3 separate regions of the Mus musculus genome follow, and regions 1 and 3 are each linked to region 2. The links are chromatin contacts, called in public Hi-C and HiChIP or PLAC-seq maps. All regions are on one chromosome and are shown on one strand. Each heading gives the region's core, a stretch centred on a gene start, on an enhancer-like site or on the middle of the called end of the contact. The rest is flanking DNA. Distances are from core to core; before and after follow the strand shown. Region 1 has its middle 9.4 kb from the start of Usp31. Region 2 overlaps Hs3st2 (heparan sulfate (glucosamine) 3-O-sulfotransferase 2). Region 3 has its middle 50 kb from the start of 1700025J12Rik.

Region 1 (4,129 bases), core at 1,158-3,657, 230 kb after region 2:
TACTTCTTGTTGGTGTGTGTCTATGGCAGAGTGTCTGCTTGTTGGTCTACTATCCTTGGCAAGTTTTATTCAATTTTGCTAGTTCTTTAAAAACCCAACTGTGAAGTATCCCTATTTCCTTTGGCTGGGAATCATTGAAACAGTATATCTTCAAAGATTCTGAGAATTCACCCAACTTATTTGAACAATCTGGCAGTTCTCTGAAACATTTTCTAAGTCTAAGATACTACCATATCTAAATTTCCACCTTCTCCTTTTAGGTTAATTTTAGTCCTTCTAATTTTTTTCCTAGAAAATGTCCCAGATTTTCTAATTCATTAGTGAAATCATGCAAAGAATGATTATTATTATTCTGTCATCTCTTTTGGCTCAAGACCACAGAACTGAGTTAAACACATTCCTCAATTGGAACTCTCACTGGTGTCCCCAATTCATGTGCCTCTCCTTCCAAGTCTTGTCCTGTGCCTCACATTGCAGCCGATGTCACAGCTGTGCCCATCTTCCTCTGAGAGCCTTCTCACTTTCCCTCAGATCCATCCTCCAGCTCCTGCATACTTTGCTTCCTTTTGATAACCAAACATGTCTCTTCTGAGTGCTGCCTGTAGGCTACTGGCAAGCTAAGGAAGGGATGCATGGGGAGCCAAAAAGATGCTTGTTCTCCTGGGGGTTCCCAGCCACTAGATGTTGGATACAGGAGTGTGGAAGCCATCTTCATTTTCTCCAGTTGAGACAAGTTCAGATGGGTGACTCATATTCCAGAGCTCTCTGCATAGTTAAAATGCAGGAACTCTTTCCAGGACCTTGCTCTAGTCCCCTTGTCTGGGGAGTCTTATAGACACCATGACCACTGCAACTCTTATAAAGGAAAACATTGTATTAGAGCTGGCTTACAGTTTCAGAGGTTTAGTCTGTTATCATCATGGTGGGAAGCATGGCAGCATCCAAGCAGACATGGTATTGGAGAAGGAGCTGAGAATTCTACGTCTTAATCTGAAAGCAGCAGAAGATGACTATATTCCACACTGAGTAGAGCTTGAGCATAGGAGACCTCAAAGCCCACCCCCAATAGTGGCGCACTTCCTCCAACAAGGCCACACCCACTCCAACAAGGCTGTACCTCCTAGTAGTGCAACTCCCCACGAGCCAAGCATTCAAACACAAGAGTCTATGGGGGGGCATGCCTATTCGAAACACTACAGGTATCTATGTAGCTATTGTTGGTTTTCATTTTACTTTGTCTGCATGTATCTCTGTGAACCATGTCCATTCAGAACCTTTGGAAGCCAGTAAAGGGTGTTGGATCCCCTGGAACTGGAGTTGTAAGCCACCATGTGGCTGTTGGGAGTGAAACCCCAAGTGGAGTTTTCTAGAAGGGCAGCCAGTGCTCTTAACCACTAAGCCATCTCTCCAGCCCATAACAGGTGTTCTTAACTACTGAGCTATCTCCCCAATACTATGTTGTTGTTTTGCTGTGCTATGGATGAACCCAGGGCCTTATGCATGGCAGGCAGGTGTTATAAGCGATTTTAATTGCATTCTTTTGTCTTTCTCTACCCACTTTTACATTTGCCCTCTATTTATAGTAACACCAGTTTTCTGCTTGCTGTCGTCTTGGGAAGTTTTCTCTTAAAATATATTTATTTTATTCCTGAGATGTGGGCTACAGTTGATGACTCACTACCAAAGAACTAACAGTGAAAAGGGAGACAGAACAGCTTGATAATAGAGCCCTGGCAGACCCTGCCTGAGCCAAGAGAGCAACATTCACATAAATAGCCAAAGGGACCATGATATTAAAGGACCCCTGCAGGAAATGATAGAGATGCTGCTTCACCTTATTGATGCTCTCTTCCCCAAACCATAAGCCCGGGCAGATAAGAGGAAAATCTATATCTGGAGACACTCTTCAAAATACCTGCTAAGGTTAGGACAATCAAAGAAAGCCCGAAAAACCATCACAGGGCTGAGAAGACCAGGAAACAGAAGAACTCAATGCACCACATTTTCCAGACTTATATTCTAGAACAGCAAGGGGGCATTAGTGAAAACTGAATGAAATATAAATAAAATCTAGAATGTAGCTATTTGTGTTGTGATGCTTTGAGTCTGATTTATCCCTTAAAGGTTCTTGTTAGGGAAACTTGGCAGTGTGGCAGTGTTGAGGGGGTAGAACCCTTAGGAGGAGGAGCCTTATGGAGGTCATTGGAGGTTACCTGGGCTTAATGAATCAATGCCTCTCTGGAAAGGCTGGGCTGTGGCTTGTGTGACTGGAATAGTTCTCACAAGAGCAGGCTCCACACGTGGCATGATTCCCTTCTTGCTTTCCTGCCATGTTGTGACACGGTCTGCCACCAGCCACTGTACTGCTAGAACTTTCCAGCCGCCAGAATTGTGGGCTAACTAAACCTCTTCTCTGTGTGCATAGTCATTGCCCAACATCGTATATTCTCTATGGCAACACAAAACAAACTATAAATGTTAGAAGAGTGTGAATTTCATAGTTTAACAAGTGGACCATGGTACAATGGTATTTTAGTCATATTCCTGAGGCTCCAATGAAATGCTCTCACCAAAAGCAACTTGCGGGAGCGTGGTGGCTATTCTTGGTTGTCAGCTTGACTACATTTGGAATTAACTAAAGCCCAAATGGCTGGACCACCGGTGAGGGATTTTAAATTAAATCATTTGCAGTGGGAAGACCCACTTCTCATCAAGATCTTTTGCAGTGGGAAGATCCACATTTAATCTAGATGACACATTCTGCTGGCAGTCTCTATAAAGAAGACAGAAGAAGGGATCTCTCTCTCTCTCTCTCTCTCTCTCTCTCTCTCTCTCTCTCTCTCTCTCTCTCTGCTTGCTTTGGCCCTTGATAGCAAATCTATTCCTTCCCTGGCATTAGAACCTCCTTCTTCAGGATTCCAGTGTATACGGAAGACCAACTGAGACATCCAACCTTGTGGATTGAACAGCTACTGCATTCCTGAAACTTCTATTTGTAGACAGCCATTGTTGAACTAGCTGGACCACAGCCTGTAAGCCACTCAAAGAAATCCCTATCCCGTGTGTGTGTGTGTGTGTGTGTGTGTGTGTGTGTGTGTATTCTATAAGTTCTGTTCCTCTAGAGAACCCTGACTAATATAAGGAGGAAAGAGGTTTGTTTCAGTCTATTGATAACAGAAGTCAGAACCACAACTCAAGCAGGACCTTAAAGCAGAAACCATAGAGAAATCCTTCTTGGCTGGCTCATAGGCTAATGTTTAGCTAGCTTTTATATAGGGACCAGGCCCACCTGCCAAGGAAATGGTGCCACCTGCAGTGGGTTGAGACCTCATTCACTCATCATAAATTAAGACAGTTCCCCACAGACATGCCCACAGGTCATTCTGATCTAAGAAATTCCTCATTGAGGCTTTTCTCAAGTGATTTCTATGCTCTCAAGTTGACAGTTAAAGCCACTAGGACATATAGTTATATGAGATTAATATTAGAAGAAGATGAAATAAGAATATAAGAATTTGCTGTGTTCTTTTTTGCAAATATAAAATGACTGCAACATAAAAAGTCCATTATGATGCACTTAAGCTGGCCTGCTGTTGCCTGCCTGTAATCTCAAATACTCAGGAGGCTGAGGTAGGAGGATCACAAATTCAAGGCCAGCCACCGCTGCAGATGGAGTTGAAGCCAGCGTGGGTATCTTGTTGACACTGACTCAAAAGCAAAAGTGAAAACAGGGTCAAGGGTGCAACTTAGTAGCAGACTGTTTGGCTAGAAAAGAGATACATTAGTTGCCAGGCATAGAAGAAGCACGACTTGTTCCTCCCAGTACATGAGAGTTAGAAGCAGGAGGATCAGAAATTACAGGGTAGCCTTAGCTATGAAGCAGCTTTGAGTTCAGTCCTGGCTACATGGGACCCTGTTTAAAACAACAACAAAAAATAACTAAATGAAACAAAACATTTCATGTTTAAAAGAATGGTAAATTCCAAAATACTGTTAACTAGTGTAATAAGCGAAACACTGTGAGAAAGACTCGGGTAGCATTTATTCCTGGGGGGAGGAGGGACAGCAGCATCGCTTGGCATTTGCAGAGATAATTGAAATGTTTATTGGGTGTGAGGAGACCAAGGTC
Region 2 (4,263 bases), core at 1,450-3,949:
TGCCCGTCTGCTTGCCTGTGATGAGATTGGCTCTGTGACAAGGATTAAAGATACACAAAGATGAGGCAGACACCATCCTCTGCTGATGGGATTTAGTGGGGGGAACTCACAGGGGAGAAAGGCAATATATAAACAGATATGCAAAGTCATTGCACACCTGTGCTTGCATCTATGAGAGAAAGAGTCCATGGGTATCAAAAATCACATTGAAACATGGTGACATTTGATCTGAGGATGAGACAGGGTGCAACATGGGAAGAGCTAGGGTTAACTATCCTGGACAGAAAGAATATTAACACCTTGGGATTAGCAGGTGGCGTTGCTCTACTCCAAGGCTAGCTGAGAATCCACACTTGTACAATTTAGGCAAGTCTTGAACCTGGAAACAAGCACTGGGGACCCAACAGGTTCAAGCACACCAGAGCCCAGACACTATGGGGTAGGGACTGACTGCTCGGTAGGCTCTTTGGCAATAAGTATGTCTCATTCCCCGCATGATCAGAAAGCCAACTCTGAGGACCTTTGCAACCATGAGGCTTAATGCAGGAATTGGTGTGCCTACAGCTATTGAGAGACAAGACAGAAAGGCCCTTCTTTTATCAGCCATCAAGTCCAACAAAGGCAGCATCAGGAACCTGGGGATTCCTGTGTCTACTCTGTCAGCTGTATCAGGATCATGTCCCACTAGGGGGTACTGTTGTGCTTCAGGAAGTTGGGCTGCCTCGCAGAACTTGTCCCTTTAAATCCATCCACATCTCTGGGGACTCTGGAGTGGGGTGGTTGTAAAGCTTGGTGGGAAAAGACTAAACTTACTGATTCATCTAGTCATCTGTTGGAGAGCTTGAAAGTACCTGGAAATGCTAAGAGTTCTTGAGACTCTGAATATACACAGCAGGAGGTGAGGGGGCTGTATGGACAGCTCAGGTAGGGGGCACAGTGTGGTGAAGGTATGGATACTCAGACTAAGGAGGGTGGCATCCAAAGCTGCTGGGTTGGTTTGCTCCATTCTCACCTGACCCCAGAGGTTTCCATCCCCTCTGAAGTACGAGCCAACCTCGTCTACAAATGGCAGGATTTGGTGAATTGAAAAGCTTGGGAAAGTGCTAATGTCACATGTGTGCGGAGGAAGAGTTCATTGGCCAGAGGAGCATAACAGACTGGCCATGTGTGCTAATGTCCTTCACATTGACTGCCAGGACTCTATGATGGGAATCACCTACTGACTAAGGTGCCTTCTGACAGAACTCCAGATGGGGAAGAGGGTGAGGGCAGCCAGCTTCAGGCCCTCCATGGTGCTTGTTTCCTTCATGTCCTTACAGATGATCTGCCATTCTGTAGGAAGCAGAGGGTGTCCAAGCTGTGAAAGGAGGGGAGCCTCTCCTAGAGTTGGTCTCTATACTGTTTCAGGCTGGCTCATGGCAACCACAAAGAGGATAATGACCCCTCAGCGCCAGTTAGAAGCATCACTGCCACATGAACTCTTGTTTCCTGGATGCTGACACCATTGGAAAGTATCACACAAGAGAAACAAAGTCCTGGAGAAATTCCTATGGAATAGGCATAGGCATAGGGCTCGGGAGCATGTGTGCCCAAAGCCAAGAAGAAACATTTTAGGGAGTAAGGAGTGGGTAGACACTCCCGATGCTATATAAGGGAGAATTAAACCAAGACTAAAGTTGAAAGCGGCTGAGATTGTGGCTCAATGGGTAGAATGCTTACCCGGTTTGATCCCAGGCCTTGAAAAACTTGTGGTGCCATGTGCCTGTAATCCCAGCACTCAGGGGGTGGAGCCACGAGGATCAGAAATTCAAAGCCATCACTGTGTAATGAGTCTGGGGCCAGCAGGGCTTACACAGGGCCCTGTCTGAAAACAAAATAAACAAAATAAAACAAAACACACACACTAGAGCGAGGAGATGGGCTGGCAATCAGAGGCACCGGGATGAGGAAGAGTGTGACTAACAGGAGGAAGCAGAAGCATTCAACTCTGGATCAAGATCCTCAGCTGGAAAGAACAGCAGCCATGGAGGACTACTCTATGAGGAGAGAAAGCAGGCATCAGGCTCCCCAAAGAGACTTGAATGCAATCAGGGAAACCCAATAGAAAACAGGAAGCCCATTCAAGGATGGGTGTGGCATTTTATGATTGATACAGGCTCTCACCTGTTTACCTGGCTTAGACTTCAGGGCAGCACAGGAAGTCTGAGCCATCCACCTGTTGCTGGTGAGGAAGCTGATAGGAATGTCACAGAAGCCAGGGAACAGAATGGCTCTGACTTAAATCCTAGCTGATGTTTTTACTAATTCTAATCATGCATAATTCCTTACCTGACATCAGTTACTCAACTGCTGACTATAGGAAGCCTTCATCAAATGCATACCTTGCACCAGTATTATTAGGTCTGCCTCCTTGACACCCGGCTGCTCCAATAGCACGGCCTGGCAAGTCAGCTTCCAGGTAGAGCCAGATAGATATGCAGACACTTGGGCTCCTTCCTGACACCTACTGTGTTTGTGTATTGGTGAATCCTCACAGAGATTTTACTGGCTTAACCCAGGACGAAGGACAGAGGGAAGAGGAAGAAGATAAACCCGGAGGAGACAGGCAGATATGCAGTTACCTTCAGCTAGTGTCCCCAAGCTCAGCCACAGATGGAGCCTGAGAAATTGAGGTCCAGTTGCCAGGAAACATCTAGGGCTGCTCAAGCACTCGCAAAAACACTTAACACCCACGGTCCCTCAGCCTCCTATCCGGGCCAGCATCTAGAGGAAGGATGCCTGCCATGTCCTCGCCACCCACCCACACTTCAGCCACTCCAAACAACCTTCCTTCCCTCAGTGTGCAGTGCAGGCATTTGTCCTCCTAAATAATATCAATGGAGGCCTTTACAAATAGCTTTTAATAAGCTCTAGTTTCTTAATGACCGAGAACACATGCTCATGGTCAAGAAAAGAGGCAAGTCCATAAACACATCAAACTAAAGGTGAAAATTAATTCCCAGGATGCACAACACCATCCGCTGCAGATCTCCCAAGGTCATTCTCCAAACCCAAGGTCATTCTCCAAACCTAAGCCCTGCTAAGGACACCTGTGCATCCTTTCAGAAGAGACACACGCATATACACTCCAGCATATGTGTGTGGATTTGCAACGCAAAAAAAAAAAACGTTAACCTGACTGCAACTCACCTCTCCCACTTAACAACACGCCCTGGACTCTCTTCCGAGTGTGTCTTTAAATAGATCTTTCTTGCTTTTAACAGCCGCTTTATAATCTATAGCAGAGCCTTGTTAGAGCTTATTTAACCACATCCTACTAATGGCCACAGGGTTTGTTCCTAGTCTCTATCTTTTACGTATAATGGGTGGTAGTTATGTTCATGCTTGCTATTACAATAATAATTAAACAAAGCAACAAACAAAAATGCTTGTCCTGGCTCACAGCCACTCAGGGAAGGCATTTCCTAGTTGTACGAGGTCCCCACTCTTCCTTGTACTTGTCGAACTTGCTCTGTTCTAGAGCTACAGAGTCTCCTGCACTAGAAAAGACAGGGAACAGGATGGGTCCATTGTACGCTCACCTTGGCCTTGAAGCAATGCATCTCATCCCCACTTGTTCTTCCTGTCAAGACCCAGCCATGGCCCTCAGTTGGGTGTGGTAAGGAGAACTATAATCCTTTGGAACTGTGAGAACAGTACAAGTAGGGTCACAGGAGGGAGGAGGTCCCCAGAGAAGAAGAGAAGGGATCTCTGTTGAATGCCTCTCCACCTCTACCACAATTGCAGCAGTGAGCATCCGTACCCCCTGCACAAGTCTTTACATGTTTGTGTAGTTAAATGTCTAGAAGGACAATGGCCATGTCCAGACGATGTGCATTTTAGACATTGTAGGCAATGTCTAACTGCCTTCCTAGAGGTGCATTGGTTTGTGCTCTTACCTTGTCAAGAAAACTTTCCTTCTTCACACCCTTGTTAAAATTTGTCACCATTTATATATCATAAGTCTGGGAGATGACTCCCCAGGTAAAAGGCTTACTAAGCAAGATTGAGGACCTGAGACCCTGAGAATCCACGTAAAGCCAGACACAGACACAGTAGCATACATCTGTACTCCTATGTTCCACCTGGAAAAGATGGAAAGTGGAGACAGGAGACTTCCCGGGAGCAGGCAAGGTGGGAGTGAAGAGTGAGGTTGTCCTCTGACTGCCAAATACATTGTGACATACGTGGATCTCTCTCCCTTTCTCCCCCCTCTCCTTCTCC
Region 3 (4,625 bases), core at 962-3,461, 150 kb after region 2:
AACTAACCGTGCGTGGGGGTGGGGTGGGGGTAACCTACAGTTTTGAGCATGCTAGTCACACACTGTACCACTGAACTATATCCCTAATCTCTGGATGGAAAGATTTTCCTTGCAGAAGAAAAATTTTTGTTCTAGTTCCTTTCTTTCCTTTTTCTCCTTTCTCTTTCTTTCCTTTCTCTTTCTTTCCTTTCTCTCTTTCTGTCTGTCTTTCTTTCTTTCTTTCTTTCCTTTTTCTTTCTCACTTCCTTTCTCTCCTTCTTTCTCTCTCTCTCCCTTCCTTCCTTCTTTTAACTATAAAGAAACATTTTCAGCTAGAAAATAGAAGATCCTTGCTGCTGGTTCTTTGTCATGCCTAAAGCAGATACCCCTCAGTCAAAAGGTTAACTATCGTTTAATAACAAAACATACATGGATCAATAAGCACACATGATTTCCTCTTTAAAAATATAAAGACATTTCTAATCCAATAAGAACTGAGCAAATGCACCATTAACACAGGCTTAAAGTAAAATGCTAACAGAATTCTTCAAGCACACAGATCCCAGGGTGAGCTACAGAAAGGCTTAAGAAGCAATGAGAGCAAGCGTCCTATAAATCTAGGTGCACACTGACTGTGATGTTTGTAGTGTTAAGTGTAGATGGAGTCCGAATACATGCACATAGTAAACGGTCAGAAAGCGCAAGGGAATCAAGTGCTGTCCAGCCCTGAGGGTGAGAATGCAGTGCTGAGGCAGCACCTACCTGTCATCTCAGCACTTGGGGTGGATATGGGTGCACTGGAAGTCAGCATCAAGTCCATGGTGACACCCTGTCTTTAAAAACAAAATGACAACTAAAATCAGAGGTGGAGGCAGGGTTTTGAGTATGAGACCAGTTTAGAGAAAAGAAAGAACACGGCCAGGCCAGGTATCCTTAGTGCAAACCAGAGGATCCACCCAACCACAGCATCCAAGTGAAAAACCAAGTGGGGTGGCATATATAACCACACACTTTCCCCAGCACTGAAGAGACAGAGACAGAAACATCCCTAGAGCTTGGCAGCCAACTAACTCAGTGAAACCAGTAAGAGACCGTCTCAAAAAGAAATGTGGGGGCAGCTGAGGACACCTGCTGTCAACCTCTGGCCCCTCATATAAGCACACATATGTCCAATCACATGCAAATGTACACTGACACATGAACACACACATATATACACACCTATATATGCACACACATATATATATACACACCTATATATGCACACATATATATACACACCTATATATGCACAAATGCTTGGTGTTTTAAAAGAGTAAGAAAGAAGAGACAGATATAAAGCAGGTGGGAGAGAAGATGGAAGGGTGGAAGGAAGGTAGGCACCATATTAAAAACTAAAAAGCCAGGTGTGGTTGTGCACACCTTTAATCCCAGCATTCTTGAGACCGAGGCAGGAGGATCTCTGAGTTTGAGGCCAGACTGGTCTACAGAGTGAGTTTCAGGACAGTCAGGGCTACACAGAGAAAATCTGTCTCAAAAAAAAAAAAAAAAAAAAAAAAAAAACCAGAACCAAAAACAAAAATAAACCAAAAATATTTTTAAAATAAAGCAGTTGATACAAACATCAAAGAAACAGTAAGATAACAGATAAACCAAACACATTAGTAACTACAGTAAGTATAAGTATATCCAACACCCCATTCATGAACACCTCCTCCTGTAGATATCTTACCTACATTCCACAGGTGAAGAAGACTCCCAGGCACAGAGAAGTTGAGTAACTTGTCCAGACTGTCCACCCGTCAAGTCACAGTAGCAGGGCTCAAACCTAGCAGCAAGCCTCCTCTGCATAGGTCCTCTCCCCCTCCCCGCTCCCCCACCCCTTAGCTCTAGGTCACCCCTTCTGCAGTTTGTACCCAGATGCTTGCAGCAAGCTCCTAAGTCACCTCTCAGGTGCCACATTGTTGTCATGGTGACTATGAAATGACTTAAACTGGATCTCATTTCTTCCCCTAAATTAAACTCTTCCTAATTGTCATTTACTTGAGAATACAGGCAGCAGGTCATAGGAGGTTCCTTTAGAATGATCACACATTCCTTTGTTCAGCTGCTTCTTATCCTGACCAAGGGCTTCCTGTGGCTTCTAAAAGTAGAGTTTCCCTTGTGTGGAATGAGAGCTATCCTGCAAGTCCTCCAGGGTTAGCACTTCTTTCATCACTATGGTTACAATGACAGCTCACTGAACATTTTCTCTATGCCCAGCACAGTGGGTCAGGCTTAAAGAGCATCATTCCCCTTTAACCTTCATGATTCCACCTCACAGACAGGATGGTTGACTCAGACAAGTCAGCCAGCTGGTAGTTCAGGAAGTTACCACCATGTGCCGTCCTTAAGAGAAAGAAATACACCCTCTGCATGTCACTCACTCAGCTGGTGCCATATATGTTTGCAGAACATAAGACAGGGAGGAGGCAGACTGTAACATGGACTGCAACGTTTTCGAGGGTGACCCAGGAGGACTTTGAAGCAAGGTGGTATTTGGGAGATGATGTGAGGGTGAAGAAATGGACCATTTCTGTGTCTCAGAGCTGGCAGGCAGGATGTTTTGAAGAGCAGTGTTGAGCACAGTGCTGAAATGTCACATTGGCTACTTTGACCCTGTGACTAGACAGACCCTATTGCTGGGCCACACAAGATAGTTCTACAAGGGACCTGACTCTTGTCTTGGGGTGATAGAAAACTGTCATCTTCCCCCATGTGATGTTGTATGAATGAGATCCATTCACATTCTACACAGCTCAATCTTGTGAGGCCTATTCTAGGAGACAGACCAAGTCCTTGGAATCGGATCTGAGTCTCTTTCTTTTCCTTAAACACAGGGAAGGCCTAGGAAATATGAGATGTCTGATCTTAACTAAAGAGTGAAGCCTCATATAACCTTCAACTCAGGAAAAAATAGGGGAGCTGGAGAATTGACTCAAAGGTTAAGAGCATTTGTTGCTCTTGCAGAGGACCGGGTTCAATTCCCAGGCCCCACAGGGTGGCTCACAACCACCTGCAACTCCAGTTCTAGGGGGATCTTCATATCTCAATGGGCACCAGGCATATATATGAAGCACTAACATATGTGTAGGCCAAGCACTTATACACATACATACATACATACATACATACATACATACATACATAAAAAACAAATTGAGAAAAGAATGGAGCTGTTTAAACCAAAAGAGCATGTCAAATTAATGACATAGCCCTGGAAACTATAAAGAATGGGGTGATGCTCATTGGGCCAAATATGTAAAATCTGTCTCCAAGAGAGGAGATCCCTTGTTCTTCCTGTGTAGTGAATGCTGACAGGGAGAGAGAAATGTGGTGAGCCACAATGTAGTTAAGACAGAATCTCAGAGGGCTCCACAGGAGAAAGACCCTATCCACCAGATCAGGAAAAGTCTGGGGCAACCCACACGGAGGAGATGCCAAGAAAAGGGGCGAGCCACTGGCAACACCAAACATCTGCTCAAGTCTGGAGCCCACCTGGGAAGGGCCCTGACTTGGGGTGAAAGGTTTTCAACCTTTTTCTATGGGCGTAGACTTCAACTCTCTCATGGGGGCTTTAACTCAAAGGACAAGTAAGTAGACCTGGCCAAGGAGCTCTGCCATGCCTTTTCTTTCTTCAGGAAGACTTAAGAGGCTAAAACATGTTGTGGAAACAGTAAGCATTCAAGTATTTGAAAATAATCCTCCAAATACAGTGGAGCCAGAGTGGTCCTTAAATATCTATGCAAATACTAGATCTATATATTGTACATGAACATTTATACCCATGGTGAAACCTCTTTAGTAAACAGTGTGCTGTGGTTAAGCTAAAGGAGAAATTTTACCACTCCAAACTAGAGGGAGAGCCGAGTGCTATTTTGGATGACGGAGCATGTGGTCTACCCCAACCCAGCCATGATGTTGTGCTTTGGAATGGAAAGGTACCTGCTCCATGGTGCTCTCCGAGAGTGATGGCTGGCTGGAGTATTTACCAGACGAGGAATCAATTCACCTCAGGCATTTCTACCCTCAGATGAGAAGTTTAAAATCGGTAAACTGGACTTACAATACAATGCTGAGCTCTATTGCCCCCAAGTGGTCATAAGTGATATGACAGTCCCACTAGAGCATTCCGTTGGCCAGATAGCTAGGGGAAAACCAAAACCAAAACCAAACAAAAACACCTCAGAAGTCAGTTACTGGAGTGCTGGAGAGATGGTTCGGTGGTTAGGAGCAGTGGCTACTCTTTTAGAGCCTCGGTCCAGCTCCCACATAGTGGAGCACAGCTACTTCTAGCCTCCCCCAGGCCCTACGCACCAGCACACGAGTGGTGCACTTACATACATGCAAGCAAAACATTCATACACATAAAAATAATAAAGCAGGTAATGTGTATACGGGGTGAGAGAAGGCTGAGGAAAGAATATTTTTATGTTGCAGCTTCCTCTTACAACCAAAGAAGAACAATGAGAATCCGCTGGAAATGGGGCAGAATGTGAGCTCTTTCAAGGCCAGCTCTGTAGCCCAGGACAAATAGTCTCTTATCTCATATAACTGCTGACTGGGAGCACTGAACAAGTATGGATGTGATCTTTTTACACAGTAAT

The links. A called contact is a pair of places that touch in the nucleus more often than the background predicts. HiChIP or PLAC-seq counts read pairs in DNA pulled down with a chosen protein or histone mark.
Region 1: a Hi-C map of cortical neurons shows a contact between it and region 2, with 3 times the contacts expected there. The contact joins two enhancer-like sites. A contact is called at or near these places in 4 of 484 Hi-C or Micro-C datasets (the Ba/F3 cell line, cortical neurons and nephron progenitors).
Region 3: a contact with region 2 is called in an H3K4me3 HiChIP or PLAC-seq map of neural progenitor cells, with 21 times the contacts expected there. The contact joins two enhancer-like sites. A contact is called at or near these places in 1 of 15 datasets of contacts at CTCF or cohesin (pro-B cells), 46 of 484 Hi-C or Micro-C datasets (the 63-12 cell line, the AtT-20 cell line, the Ba/F3 cell line and 33 more) and 6 of 115 datasets of contacts at active chromatin or transcription factors (astrocytes, large pre-B cells, microglia and 2 more).

The regions. Positions count from the first base shown.
Region 1 is chr7:121,714,769-121,718,897 of GRCm38.p6, forward strand. No RefSeq gene overlaps it. Among named protein-coding and RNA genes, the nearest start is that of Usp31, 9.4 kb to the left of the region's middle. Within about 2 kb of position 2,408, at least 7 of the 459 cell types and tissues checked have an H3K27ac peak or open chromatin away from gene starts, as enhancers often do. A contact at or near this core is called in cortical neurons, where this site is marked.
Region 2 is chr7:121,484,777-121,489,039 of GRCm38.p6, forward strand. The region is part of intron 1 of Hs3st2 (heparan sulfate (glucosamine) 3-O-sulfotransferase 2); the gene reads left to right. Among named protein-coding and RNA genes, the nearest start is that of Gm39081, 53 kb to the right of the region's middle. Within about 2 kb of position 2,700, at least 13 of the 459 cell types and tissues checked have an H3K27ac peak or open chromatin away from gene starts, as enhancers often do. A contact at or near this core is called in cortical neurons and neural progenitor cells, where this site is marked.
Region 3 is chr7:121,637,235-121,641,859 of GRCm38.p6, forward strand. No RefSeq gene overlaps it. Among named protein-coding and RNA genes, the nearest start is that of 1700025J12Rik, 50 kb to the left of the region's middle. Within about 2 kb of position 2,212, at least 9 of the 459 cell types and tissues checked have an H3K27ac peak or open chromatin away from gene starts, as enhancers often do. A contact at or near this core is called in neural progenitor cells, where this site is marked.